Regions from separate parts of the Mus musculus genome. Here region 2 is linked to region 1. A link is a contact called in public HiChIP or PLAC-seq data. All regions are on one chromosome and are shown on one strand. Each heading gives the region's core, a stretch centred on a gene start, on an enhancer-like site or on the middle of the called end of the contact. The rest is flanking DNA. Distances are from core to core; before and after follow the strand shown. Region 1 overlaps Arhgef17 (Rho guanine nucleotide exchange factor (GEF) 17). Region 2 overlaps Pde2a (phosphodiesterase 2A, cGMP-stimulated).

Region 1 (5,715 bases), core at 1,423-3,922:
ACAATCCCAGTCCTGCAGGCCTCTGCTGCCACCTAGCAGTGCTTGGTGGAAGTGCAGTCCTAGAGCCCCAGCTTCCTCACTTGGGCTTCATCAGCCATGCCTTTCTCCCAGTATGACCTCAGTCACCCTCTGGGAACCTAGTGGGGAATTTAGAACCCTCTTGAACTTTCCCACCTCCTTCATCTGTTTACAGAAGGGGAAACTAAGTCACAGAGCAGGAAGGCCAGCCAATAGGTACATGTTATGTACCCAGTGTATGTCTAGTTTATACTCATTCCTGTTTGGATTATTCTTGTAGTCCTGGGGCAGGCAGACATTGAGACCTCCCTTCTGTTTCCATCTATGTCTTAGCCATCCAGGGAAACGAATACAGCTGTCAGCCCCACTTCCTAATTCAGGGTGCCCCAGGTTTGGCCTGACTTCTTATTTATGTGCCCTGCAACTTAGTGAAGTCTTTCAGCTGCTGATACGCCATTTGCTTGGGGTTAGATCTTAGCCTAGGTCACCCCACTGAAGTTCTCAGTACACATCCTGTAGGAACCGGTGTCTTTCCTAGACCACGGTGCTCCTGGGAGGTCAGAGAGGTGCTCCTGGATTCTGTTACTGTCTTGGCAAAGTATAGATCTGTAGTGTGTTGAAGACTGGACTGGGGAGTTATCACAGGGCACTCAGGGACAGTGTGAGGCCTACATAGGGCTGTGGAGAGAAATTGTACCTCAGGTCCCCATCGAGGACCTCGCAGTGTATGCTCTACCCCAGGTCTGGGATGGGCCAGGAGTGTTGTGGTCAGGGATTTTCTTCTAGGCTGAGAGATGGGCCAGCCGGGTTTAGCCATCAGAAGACAGCCTGGAATCCAGCCAGGAGAGCGAGGGCTACCTCTTGCTTCTTTCACAGCCAATAGATCTCTGTTTTATTTTTTTACTACTGCCCCTGCTGGGGTCCCAACTTGACCCCTCTGGGCCAACAGATGAAATGTGGGTTCATGCAGAAATCAGCCTGGCTTCATTTCTCTGCCAGTAGAGCAAGAGCTCTAGGTCCAAGCACTGCCTCTTCCTGTCTGCAGGGCCCTGGCATCCTTGTCTGCCTCACTGGGCCTCTGTCTCCTTTTCACTGTGAGTTTCATGGTAGTCAGGTGGTGCCTGGGCTAGACTCGTTCCTCTCAGACTTAGCAGTTAATATTGATGTTTGGCTCGGGCCTCGTCTAAGCCGTTAGTTGGAACATCTATACATGGCATGTGGCCCGGGCTCCCTCCCAACATGTAGGCCGGGCTTTATGGCTATGCAGGCTGCCAGGCTTCATGGAGCAAGGTAGTCCCAGGTACTGGGAGGCTGAGTAGGAAAAGTTCAGGACCTGCCACAGCTAGTTCAAGGGTAAACTGGGCAGCTTAGTGAGACCCCTTATCAAAGTTAGAAATCTCTAGAGGAAGCCAGGTGTGGTGACTCGTGCTTTTAGTCCTAGCACTTGGTAAACAGAGTCAGAGGATTTTTGTAAATTACAGCCTAGCCAGGGCTACATAGTGAGACCATCTCTCAAAAATAAATGAGTGCCGGGCGTGGTGGAGCACACCTTTAATCCCAGCACTCGGGAGGCAGAGGCAGGCAGATTTCTAAGTTCAAGGCCAGCCTGGTCTACAAAGTGAGTTCCAGGACAGCCAGGGCTATACAGAGAAACCCTGTCTCGAAAAATCTAAATAAATAAATAAATAAATAAGCAGGGACTAGAGGTCTGGCCCGGCAGTTTAGCACTTGTTGCTCTTGCAGAGGACTTGGATATGGGTCCCAGCACCCACATAGTAGTCCACAACCATCCACAACTCTAGTTTCAGGGGATCCGGCACCTTCTTCTGGTAACCGAGAGCACCAAGTATGCATGCGGTGCACAAACATACATGCAGACACACACACACACACGAAATCTAAAACTTTTTAAATAAATTAAATAAAAACAAACAAAAGAACACCACAATGGTGGAGTGCTTGCATGACCCTGGGTTCAATCCCCGTCATCACTGGGACAAGCCAGAAGAGCAAGTTTTAGGTGTCCTGTGACTTCACTTCTGCTAGTGATCTGTGTCCAAGAGAGTAACAAAGGTCCATCCAGTCTGGAGAAGAGGGGCCCTGGACCTCATGCTGTGTGAGAAGAGTGTTTGCACCATGTTGGAGGAAGAGCCTACCAGATGGACAATGTTGTGGACACGAGCTTTGACAGATATCACCCGACACATCACCCCGGGGTGACTGTGAGGACAGGAGGCAGTCATGGAAAGGACGCAGTCCATGTGGAACCCACGGCAAATGCTTTGTAAGCGAGGGCTAGTGGTGTGTTGCTGGTTTCTGTTTGGGATTATTTTGAACGTAGCTGGTTTTGATCATTATTGAAAGACCCTTCAGTTTTTAACCTCTGCCTAGAACCCCATGGTTCGTTACAACATGGATTGCTGTGCAGTTGTGGCTACAGATAACTAAGGGGCCACACAGATGGGCCGTGCTTCATGTTGCTCCTAACCCCGTCTCCAGTTGCACACAGGACTCTGCCTCTGAAGCAGGAAGGCGCTTTAGCTCCTTAGGCCCCAGAGCTTTCCCTCCAAGCCCCAGAGCTCATCCTCCAGTGACAGCCCCACCCGGGGCAGCCAGTCCCCAGAGATCTCTGTGGCTTGGACATTTCCCTTCCAGCTGCCTGTGAGGCCTGGGAACTGAGAAACCTTAAGAGGCCTCTCCTTCCAGAAAGGAGGGTCTACTGATGGCAGGAAGTGATCTAGGGAACCAAGGGGAGTGGATGGGCAATGGAAAGGGTGGTAGGAAGCGGGGGCCCCAGGAAATGAAGTGTCTTCCCCAATCCACATACTAAGTAGCGTAGCGAGGATTTGAACCTGAAATACACAGCTCCATAGCCAGCCATCTTGGGCTCCATACCACGGAATCCTTTTGTAACTTTTGTCTCCTTGATGACGGAGCATCAGAGGTGGCAGCAGCCATTGGGAAGTAGATGGCCTATAGGCTGCGACTGTGTAGTACCAACTCCACTTTCATGGGTATGGGTGGGGCAGGAGAGCCAGACAGCACATCTGGGTTGGTAGTCCTTGATCCTGGCATGGCCCGTGGCAGCATTGTATTCATCTTCCAGAATGTTCCTGACTCAAGGGAACCTCTTTATATCATTGACTCGGAAAGAAGAGACCAGAGAAAGGTGACTCAGGCAGCCAGTGTGTCTCGGAAGTGCAGGAAGCTTGCAGGCTTGAAGGCAGCCAGCTGGGTCCTACCTTACCAGCAGGACGGCCTCGGCCTCTCGAAGCTTTCCTGGTTTATAAAATGGGAGAGTTACAAGAAACAGAGCTCTGGTGTATGTAGGTTGGTGGTTAAGGAGCCAGCGCTTACAAAGCAATGATGAATCTAAGACCCACGCAAACAGTATTTGTCATGGAGAAAGATCCTCCAGGCTCCCCGTGGTCCAGTGTGGGCAGCTCTGGGGTCCAGAGATCTTTTTTTTTTAAAGATTTATTTATTTATTATATGTAAGTATACTATAGCTGTCTTCAGACTCTCCAGAAGAGGGAGTCATTACGGATGGTTGTGCACCACCATGTGGTTGCTTGGGTTTGAACTCAGGACCTTGAGAAGAGCAGTCAGTTCTCTTAACCACTGAGCCATCTCTCCAGCCCCTCCAGAGATCTTTTGACAAAGACAGCTGGGCAGGTCTGCAGACCCTTCCCATGAAGCCTGATGACACCTGCTTTCCAGACCTGTGTCTCCCTTAGGAGTTGTCTTTGCTCTTTTTGATATGGGGCTTCCCTGGTTATCAAAAATGACCTTGAATTCTCATCCTCCTGCCTCCCCAGCGCCGAGACTACAGGCATGTGCTCCCATGCCAGGTCTATGCAGTCCTGAGGTTCAAACCCCAAGCGTCATGCTTATGAGGCAAGCATTGGACTAGCTGGCTACACCCCAGCGGCCTGGTCTTGGGTCATTTCTTTCAGGTCTTGTCTTCCTAATGAAACCCTGGGTGTGGACATAAACATCCTCCCTCCCTCCCTCCCTCCCTCCCTCCCTCCCTCCCTCCCTCCCTCCCTCCCTTCCTCCCTCCCTCCTCCTTTCCTCCTTTCCTTTCCTTCTGGTGTGCAGGTGGTGCACATGACACAACATGCATGTGACAGAGGACTGTTTTTGGAGATAGTTCTCACAGTCCTTTTTTTTTTTTGAGGTAGCTCCAGCTAGTTGGCCTGTGAGCTTCCAGTGATCACTCTTGTCTCTGCCTCCTGTCTCAACATAAGAGTGCTGGGATTACAGATGGATGCTGTCCCATCTGGCTTTTATGTGAGTTCTGGTAATGGACCTTAAGTCATTGGGCTTGAATGGCCAGTATTTTTAACCATATGCCCAGCCATCTCCCAGTCTAAGACCTTATCTTCAAGTTCCTAGCACAGGGACTGAAGAGTTCACTCAGCAGTTAGGAGCACTGGCAATTCCCAGCAACTTCCAGTGGCTTCTGACCATCTATAACAGGATCCGATGCCCTCTTCTGGCAGCCAGGTGTACATGCAGACCGAACCCTCATACATTAAAGTCATCATCATCAGCCTAGCACACTGCTTAGCTGGTACCTGGTTGGTGATTGATGAGTGTTTATTAAACTAGTCAAGAGAATGGTGTGACAATCAGAGCAGCAGCCCATCCACTAGGTGCAGTCAGTCGTGTGTTCATCTGCCCCTGACTCAGTGGCCTGTCACCCATCCACGTGCATATTCATCTCTCACCATTCCAGCTATTCAGCCGCTACCATGACTCTCGTTAGTCCACTCTAGGTCTAGCCTTTGTCACATCTGGTCCTCCAGTGGTCCAGCAGTAGCTGTAAGGTCTGGTGGGTCTCAGAGGGCGGGTGGAATGAATGGTGTCTGGAGGCAAGCGAGCAGGAAGCCAGGATTGCCTCAGAGATGGCTGGGGAAGTTGTCAACAGACCTGGTGGAGGTCGCTAGACCAGGATTCCCTGGGGCTGACAGAGGGTGGTCTCAGAGCCAGGTACCCGGTGGTCTGGTGGGACTGAGCCCTCTCCTGACAGTTGTCTCTTACCTTCCCCTAACCGAGGAGGGTGTGGACAGCTCTTTGGTGGGGAAGGAAGATGTCTGAGGTGGGATACAGATGTGGTATGGAAAACCAGACAGGTTTTCATACTTACAGAAACTCTTCTCAGGGATAGCAATATGGCCCAGGTGGTAAAATCTCTTGCTGCTGAGCCTGAAGACCCATGTTCAATCCCCAGGACCCATGTGGTGACAGGAAGAACACTGACTCCCAAAAGCTGTCCTCTGACTTCTGAACTCCACCATGAACTGGGGCACATATACCCACCCCCACCCCACATATAATCAACTTAATTAAATTCTGTGACCCTACTCCAAACATCCTCAGAGCTCTAAGAGGGTGATTAAATCCGCACCCTGGATTGATGCTCAGAGGAGCCACAGAACCATACCTTGACTTGGTGCTGGCTACGTGATGCCCTCAGCCTCACCCCAGTTGACCCTGTCCTGAAGGGGCTCTAATGATTCCCTGCCTCAGCCCCTGAGCCGCTGCTCCTCTCCTTGGCATCCTTTTGCTCTCTGCTCCATCGGCACCCCCAGTGCTATGGCAATGAGCTTGGACCTAATTAGCCATTGTCTTAGGGTTTCCATTGCTGTAAAGAGACACTACGACTCTTTTTTTTAATTAGGTATTTTCCTC
Region 2 (5,715 bases), core at 1,410-3,909, 580 kb before region 1:
CAGTTGTCCTGACGTGAGATAGGGACTACAGACCAAGGAAGATAGAAACAGCCTCTGGGAGGGCCCAGAGCCCCTTTGGCCCCCGTGAAAGGGGGCTAAGCTTGAATTGGGTTTTGTTTCAGGTTTTTTTATTTTCGTTTTTTGAGACAAGCTTTCTCATGTTGCTCAGGTTGGCCTCGGACTCACTGTGTGGCTAAAACTGGCTGAGGATTTGTGACAGTCTGCTTTGGGATCATAATCTAGAGCCACTATGCCCAGCCTCTGAGCCAAAATCTAGGAACAAAGCCACTTCGAGAGAGCTACCCCCTCCTCGTTTACCGATCAGGAGCTCTGGGGGGTTTGGGTTTTGGCTTTTTTGGGTTTTTTTTTTTCTTTGTTTTGGTTCGAGTTGGGTTTTTTTGGTTCAGACAGGTTCAGAGCCTAGCAGGGCACTCAGTGTCTAAGAGTCTGTCCTCCCCACACAGAAAGGTGGGCAGTCTTAGGGTGGCGGGGGCAGGAGCCACCCTTCACTTCCGCATGTCCGCGCCTTCCACCCTCACACTCAGCCATCCTGGTTAAATTTAGCCGAGTTTACTGGGTAGGAGGGTTGCTTTTCGTTTCGTACACATCAGCACCATCTGCACTGGGGCTGCCTGCCACAATGGGTGCTGATGAGGAAGCCAGGTGCTGCAGCCCTCCTCCTCCTCCAAGCCCCACCTCCCAGGGCCCAGTCCTCCCCACAGTCAAGAGGAGGCTCCCCAAGACCTGGGCTCCCCAGCCCATCAATGGTCTCTTGAGTAGCGTCTCACTGCCTCTTGGACCTCAGCTGTCATCTCAGCCCTGGGCTTCAGGCTGTAGTTAGCTGGGCACCAAGCCAGTCACTCACCCCCTCCCTTCAACACACAAAACACACACACACACACACACACACACACACACACACACACACACACGCCTCAAGACTTGCAGTTGCAGGGCAGGTCCACAGTCTCTGACCTGCCAGCTTCCCTCACCCTCACCATCCAGATGTTCCTCCACCCCAGGGCAGATGTTGTCTCAGTCATAACCCTCTCCCAAAGGATTTATTTTTGGGCGCCAACACACCACCCACTTCCTACCAATTTCACGCTCAATAAAGCTCAGTCATTAGCCCTCCTCCTGGGCGCTGAACTTCTAGGAGGTTTGGGGAAGTCAGGGCTGAGGACAGGGAATAGGGGTGCATACATGCCAAGCCCCATTTGTCCCTGTCATGCTGTGTGTCCTTGGTGAAATACCCTCCCTCTCTGGGCCTCTGGAGGGTCATCCATCACTCGGAGCCAGGGACAATAGGCTCTAGTGGGGTGGGAAGACTGCATCCTGAGTTGGTCATGCTTCCTGAAGCCAAAGCTGCCTCGGCTGGTGTGTGGAGCAGGGAGAGGATGTTCAAGGGGACTTAGTTTAGACATTTCCTCCTCCAGGAAGTCTTCCATGCTTCTTATATTGATACAAAACCTGTTTTTCAAAGTTCCCTGCATCCCTCCGTCTGGCACAGCTGTGGCTCTGCTGCTCTGACTCCTACGAGCTGGCTCATCAGCCTCCTGCTTAAAGAATGAGCAATGGCGACTGGAGCTAGAAGTGCCAAGGGCAAGGGAGGAATATAACACCCCGAACAAGGCACTCAGGGTTCAGGTGACCCTGCTTGCCCCTTGACCTATCATCACATTCATAGTGTTGTGATGGGACAAGAGAGAGATTTAAAGACTGCTAACTCTCCAGCCCTGTACTTGTTTTTTTTTTTTTAAAGATTTATTATATGTAGGAGTGCTCTGTCTGCATGTACACCTGCATGCCAGACAGAAGAAGGCATTGAATTACATAGATGGCTGTAAGCCACCATGTGGTTGCTGGAAATTGAACTCACAACTTAAGGGAGAACAGTCAGTGCTCTTAACTGCTGAGCCATCTTTCCAGCCCCCAGCCTCCTCCTTTAATCCAATACTAGATTCACACATGTAGAGTGAGTCCTCTAGGGCCTCCAAGGTCTGACATCCAGGAGTTCTTGATGTCTATCCTCATTCTCTCCTGCTATACATATGTCTGTCACGGTGAGCTCAGAGCTGGACAAAGTCTGAGAGCACGGGGGAGCAGGAAGGGAAGACAGCTTACCACTTTGGGGAGCACGGCTGAGAGGGCATCCCTGGCAGCCTGTCGCAGGCCAGCAATGTCGATAACGGCGCCTAGGCTCAGCAAAGCATCCTGGAAGAAAAGAAAGAGTATAAGTGGTTCTTTCTGCCCTGGGCCCGGGGACTGTGGGGTGAGGCTTAGACACTTGAGCTTAGAGCAGCAGACTCCAGCAATATTAAGGCCAAAGACTGCCCAAGTCCCCTCACCTTGCATATGGGGAGACTGAGGCTTGGAAATGGGCCAGAGGCATAGTGAAGGGCTCACAGAGAGTTATAAAGTCAGTCAAGAGTCAACACAGGTTTCCTGTCCTTAGGACAGCAACAACTCTGGCATCTCTACATTGGGGGAACTGTGGCCATACCCCAATTTCAGCCGAGTTAGGGTGGAAAGCAGCAAGCATGGGGGTTGGGATCAGTTGAGCACAAAAGGAAGCATGGGGGTTGGGGTCAGCTGAGCACAAAAGGTAGGCACCACAGACTCAGGCCACTGCAGGCTGGGAAGGCAAAGTCAGCCTTGACTGCCTCCTAGCCTTCCCCTCCCGGGAATAGAGCTCGTCCTTGGAGAGCCGGAACTGAGACAACAAAGGTCTCTTCTTCTTGCTCTATTAACTTGGCCAGAGCCACAGGGGATCAAAGAGAAAGGTAACGGAACAGGGGAGCAAGGCCAAGGCAGAATGGTGACTCACCACCCACTCAGCTGTGCCCTCTCCCCAACCCTTGGAAGTCCTTCCTGACGTCTTCCCTGTGGGTCTTTGTGGGCCCCATTCCTATGAAGACGATGTTGAGCTGAGGCTGCCGGAGGACCCCACAGAATGCATAGAATGCTGGTAAAGACTAAACTGCTGCAAGACCAGAGTTATATTCATAGGCAGTTGTTAGCCCAAATAGGGGGTATGCAAAGTCCTCACTTTTGTAATCTGGTTAAGCCATCCTCAATTCCTCTGTGTCCCAAATACGAACAAGATGAGATTTATCCAAATGATATGCTCCTTTCAAGGTAAGAGTTAGAAAGCCAAACCTAGCATGTGGCTAAAACTGGGTAGCTCAGGGAGGCCCAGCCTAAAGCTTCTCTGTCACTAACTTCACATCCTCAGACACCCCAGAATGGAGAATTAAACTCTGTGGTCCCTGAATGGCCAGTGGTCCCAAAGGATTTTACAGGAAACTGGCATCATCTAATGGGATATTAGGGACCTCTTCCCAGCACAACCACACTGCAAAGGCTGAGGCCACTAGGTGAAGGGGTGGGGGTACTGGCTCACCTTCCCCAAGGGTGGTCAAGAATGAGCCAGATGCTACCTGACAGAAAGCCTGCCGAGGACAGTCCTGAGCTGGTGTCTGCGTGAAGCCTGGGGTTTGTCCAGGTGTCAGCTCCAAATGCCACTGCCAAGTCTCCTTGGCTACAGACACACACACACACACACACACACACACACACACACACACGTGCTGTTTTCCCAGTGGGAGGGAGAATCGCAGGCATTGCCTTCCCTGCCCTGCCCAGACCTTGCTTTGGTCTCTCCCACCTGTCAGGGTGTACTGCATCTTGGTCATGGTTGATATCTATCCACTGTGGACCCTGGAAGCAGTTGATTCCAGACAACACAATCCCTAAGTTTGCCTGCTTGCAACCCTCAGGCATCAGTGCTGCCTTTACATAGAGCCCCATATCCTTGAAGACACCCAGTATGATGTCAAACCCTTCTAGGTTCTCATGGCAACAGCTACTTTCTCATGTAGCAGACCAGAGACCCCCACATCAGCACTGTCACAGGCTTCTATGTGCTTCCAAGCCTAAGGCTAAAGACCACAGAGGGAAGATTCCATACCCAGAAAATCCCCCCCCACATTTTTTTCTTGACCCACACTCTCTAGAATGGAGCTTCAAGGACAAGGCCCCAAGTCTTGGTGTCCATGGAGTTCTATTCCTGTCTCAAGGCAGGAGGATTGCCAAGAGGGACCCAGAGAGCGTCTGACTTTGGTGACATCTGCCATGGGTGTGCTTAGGGAAATGGGAATGGCAGCCACTGCAATGCAGGAAGCCTTCCATGCAAGAGAAATTTCTGAAGCCACAGGCTGCAGTAGCTGTCTCCCCATTTGAGGGATGAAGAAACTGAGGCTCAAAGAAAAACAATGGCCCATCTGTGGTGGGCCAGAGATTACCCAAACCTCCTTATCTGAGCATATACAGCACCCAACTCCCATCTCCCACCCCAAAGGCTTAGAGAAGTCAGTGTGTCCTTTGTTCTGATTGGCCAGCTCCCCAACCTGCCCTTTGCTTTGATTGGTGGATGCCTTGAGCTGCCCTTTACTCCATTTGGTTGCTACTTGTCTGGCCTTTGTTCTGATTGATCAGTTTGCTGTGCCTTTTTAGGCCAAGGGCAAGAAAATGGCGGTGGTGGTGATGGTGGTAGAGGGAATGAGGTAAGATAGCTTGGGGAGAGTTGGGGCACCAGCAAGGAGGGGTTCTCCATCCTTGCCCGGGTAAGTAGGATGCAGACTAGTAGAGTTGAGGCTCCGGGCTTGGCAGCCATCTCTCCATCTGCTTTGGAGTCTGACCTGCTCAAGAATGAGGTGTTAGCTGTGGGAACGATTGAAGGAAACAGGCCACTCAGAGGGGCCTGTACAGCTCGCTGAAATGCCAATTGCACAAATGAACACCCACCTCTCACCCCACCACAAGGGTCTGAGAGTAACTTAACCTCCACTACACCAGCTGGGGGAGGGGAGTTACATTCGAATCCTGCCTGGGCACAGGACAGAACTGCAGCCTTGGGGGAGGGAGCAGCTGTGAAGAGGAAATGGGGCAATTTCTGAAATGGAGGCACAGTAGGGAGCCAGCCTCAAACAGTCCTAGCACCCCAGGACTCTCAAGGGAGGGAAAAACAGCCATTTTTACCCACTTGTTTGTCTGTCCTCCCTCGCCCCCTCCCAACCATGTGCCACATAGGCAGGCTGTCAAGTGTACACCTTAGCTCACACCTCCATGTAGATGGCTCATATAGGCACAGACAGAGAAATGCAGTCATACGTCCAATGAGTACAGTCAGGACTAGTATTTAGGAGTATGCAGGCAGACACACACACACACACACACACACACACACACACACACACACGGGGGTGGGGGAACATAGCACGTGTGCACATACACAAGAGTCCTTGCTCATTGTGGGTGGAGGCTGTCACATTTCCTGTCCTTGCAGCTTTTGTGAACAAACACCAGAGTAAATATCAAAATATCAGCATAACAACCAGGCAATTTCCCAGACCCCAGGGGAGAACCTGTGGCGTATAGACAAGAGCAATGATTTCCAGCCCTGTCCCAGATTGACGACAGAAGCTCCATGTGGCCTTGAACACACCCCTTTCTCTTCTGAACCTTGTTTTCCTCCTGAATGTAAAAGAGTCTTTCCACTCTGCGACACCTCTAGTTCTGTGGTTTTATGGACTAATTTGATGAGGGTGACTGGGTAGGTGGATGGAGGGATGCATGGAATGGGTGGGTGGGTAGATGAGTGAGTAATTAGGAAAATAGGTGGGTGGGTAGATGGGTGCATGACTGGATGGATGG

Evidence for each region. HiChIP or PLAC-seq counts read pairs in DNA pulled down with a chosen protein or histone mark.
Region 2: an H3K27ac HiChIP or PLAC-seq map of large pre-B cells shows a contact between it and region 1, with 7 times the contacts expected there. The contact joins two enhancer-like sites. A contact is called at or near these places in 2 of 39 promoter capture datasets (the C10 cell line and embryonic stem cells), 2 of 115 datasets of contacts at active chromatin or transcription factors (double positive thymocytes and large pre-B cells) and 1 of 9 other capture datasets (embryonic stem cells).

The regions. Positions count from the first base shown.
Region 1 is chr7:100,901,733-100,907,447 of GRCm38.p6, reverse strand. The region is part of intron 1 of Arhgef17 (Rho guanine nucleotide exchange factor (GEF) 17); the gene reads left to right. Among named protein-coding and RNA genes, the nearest start is that of Mir3102, 22 kb to the right of the region's middle. Within about 2 kb of position 2,672, at least 13 of the 459 cell types and tissues checked have an H3K27ac peak or open chromatin away from gene starts, as enhancers often do.
Region 2 is chr7:101,477,870-101,483,584 of GRCm38.p6, reverse strand. Pde2a (phosphodiesterase 2A, cGMP-stimulated) reads right to left here. Exons shown (of 30, transcript NM_001143849.2): 2 at 2,125-2,214. Among named protein-coding and RNA genes, the nearest start is that of Mir139, 5.4 kb to the right of the region's middle. Within about 2 kb of position 2,659, at least 10 of the 459 cell types and tissues checked have an H3K27ac peak or open chromatin away from gene starts, as enhancers often do.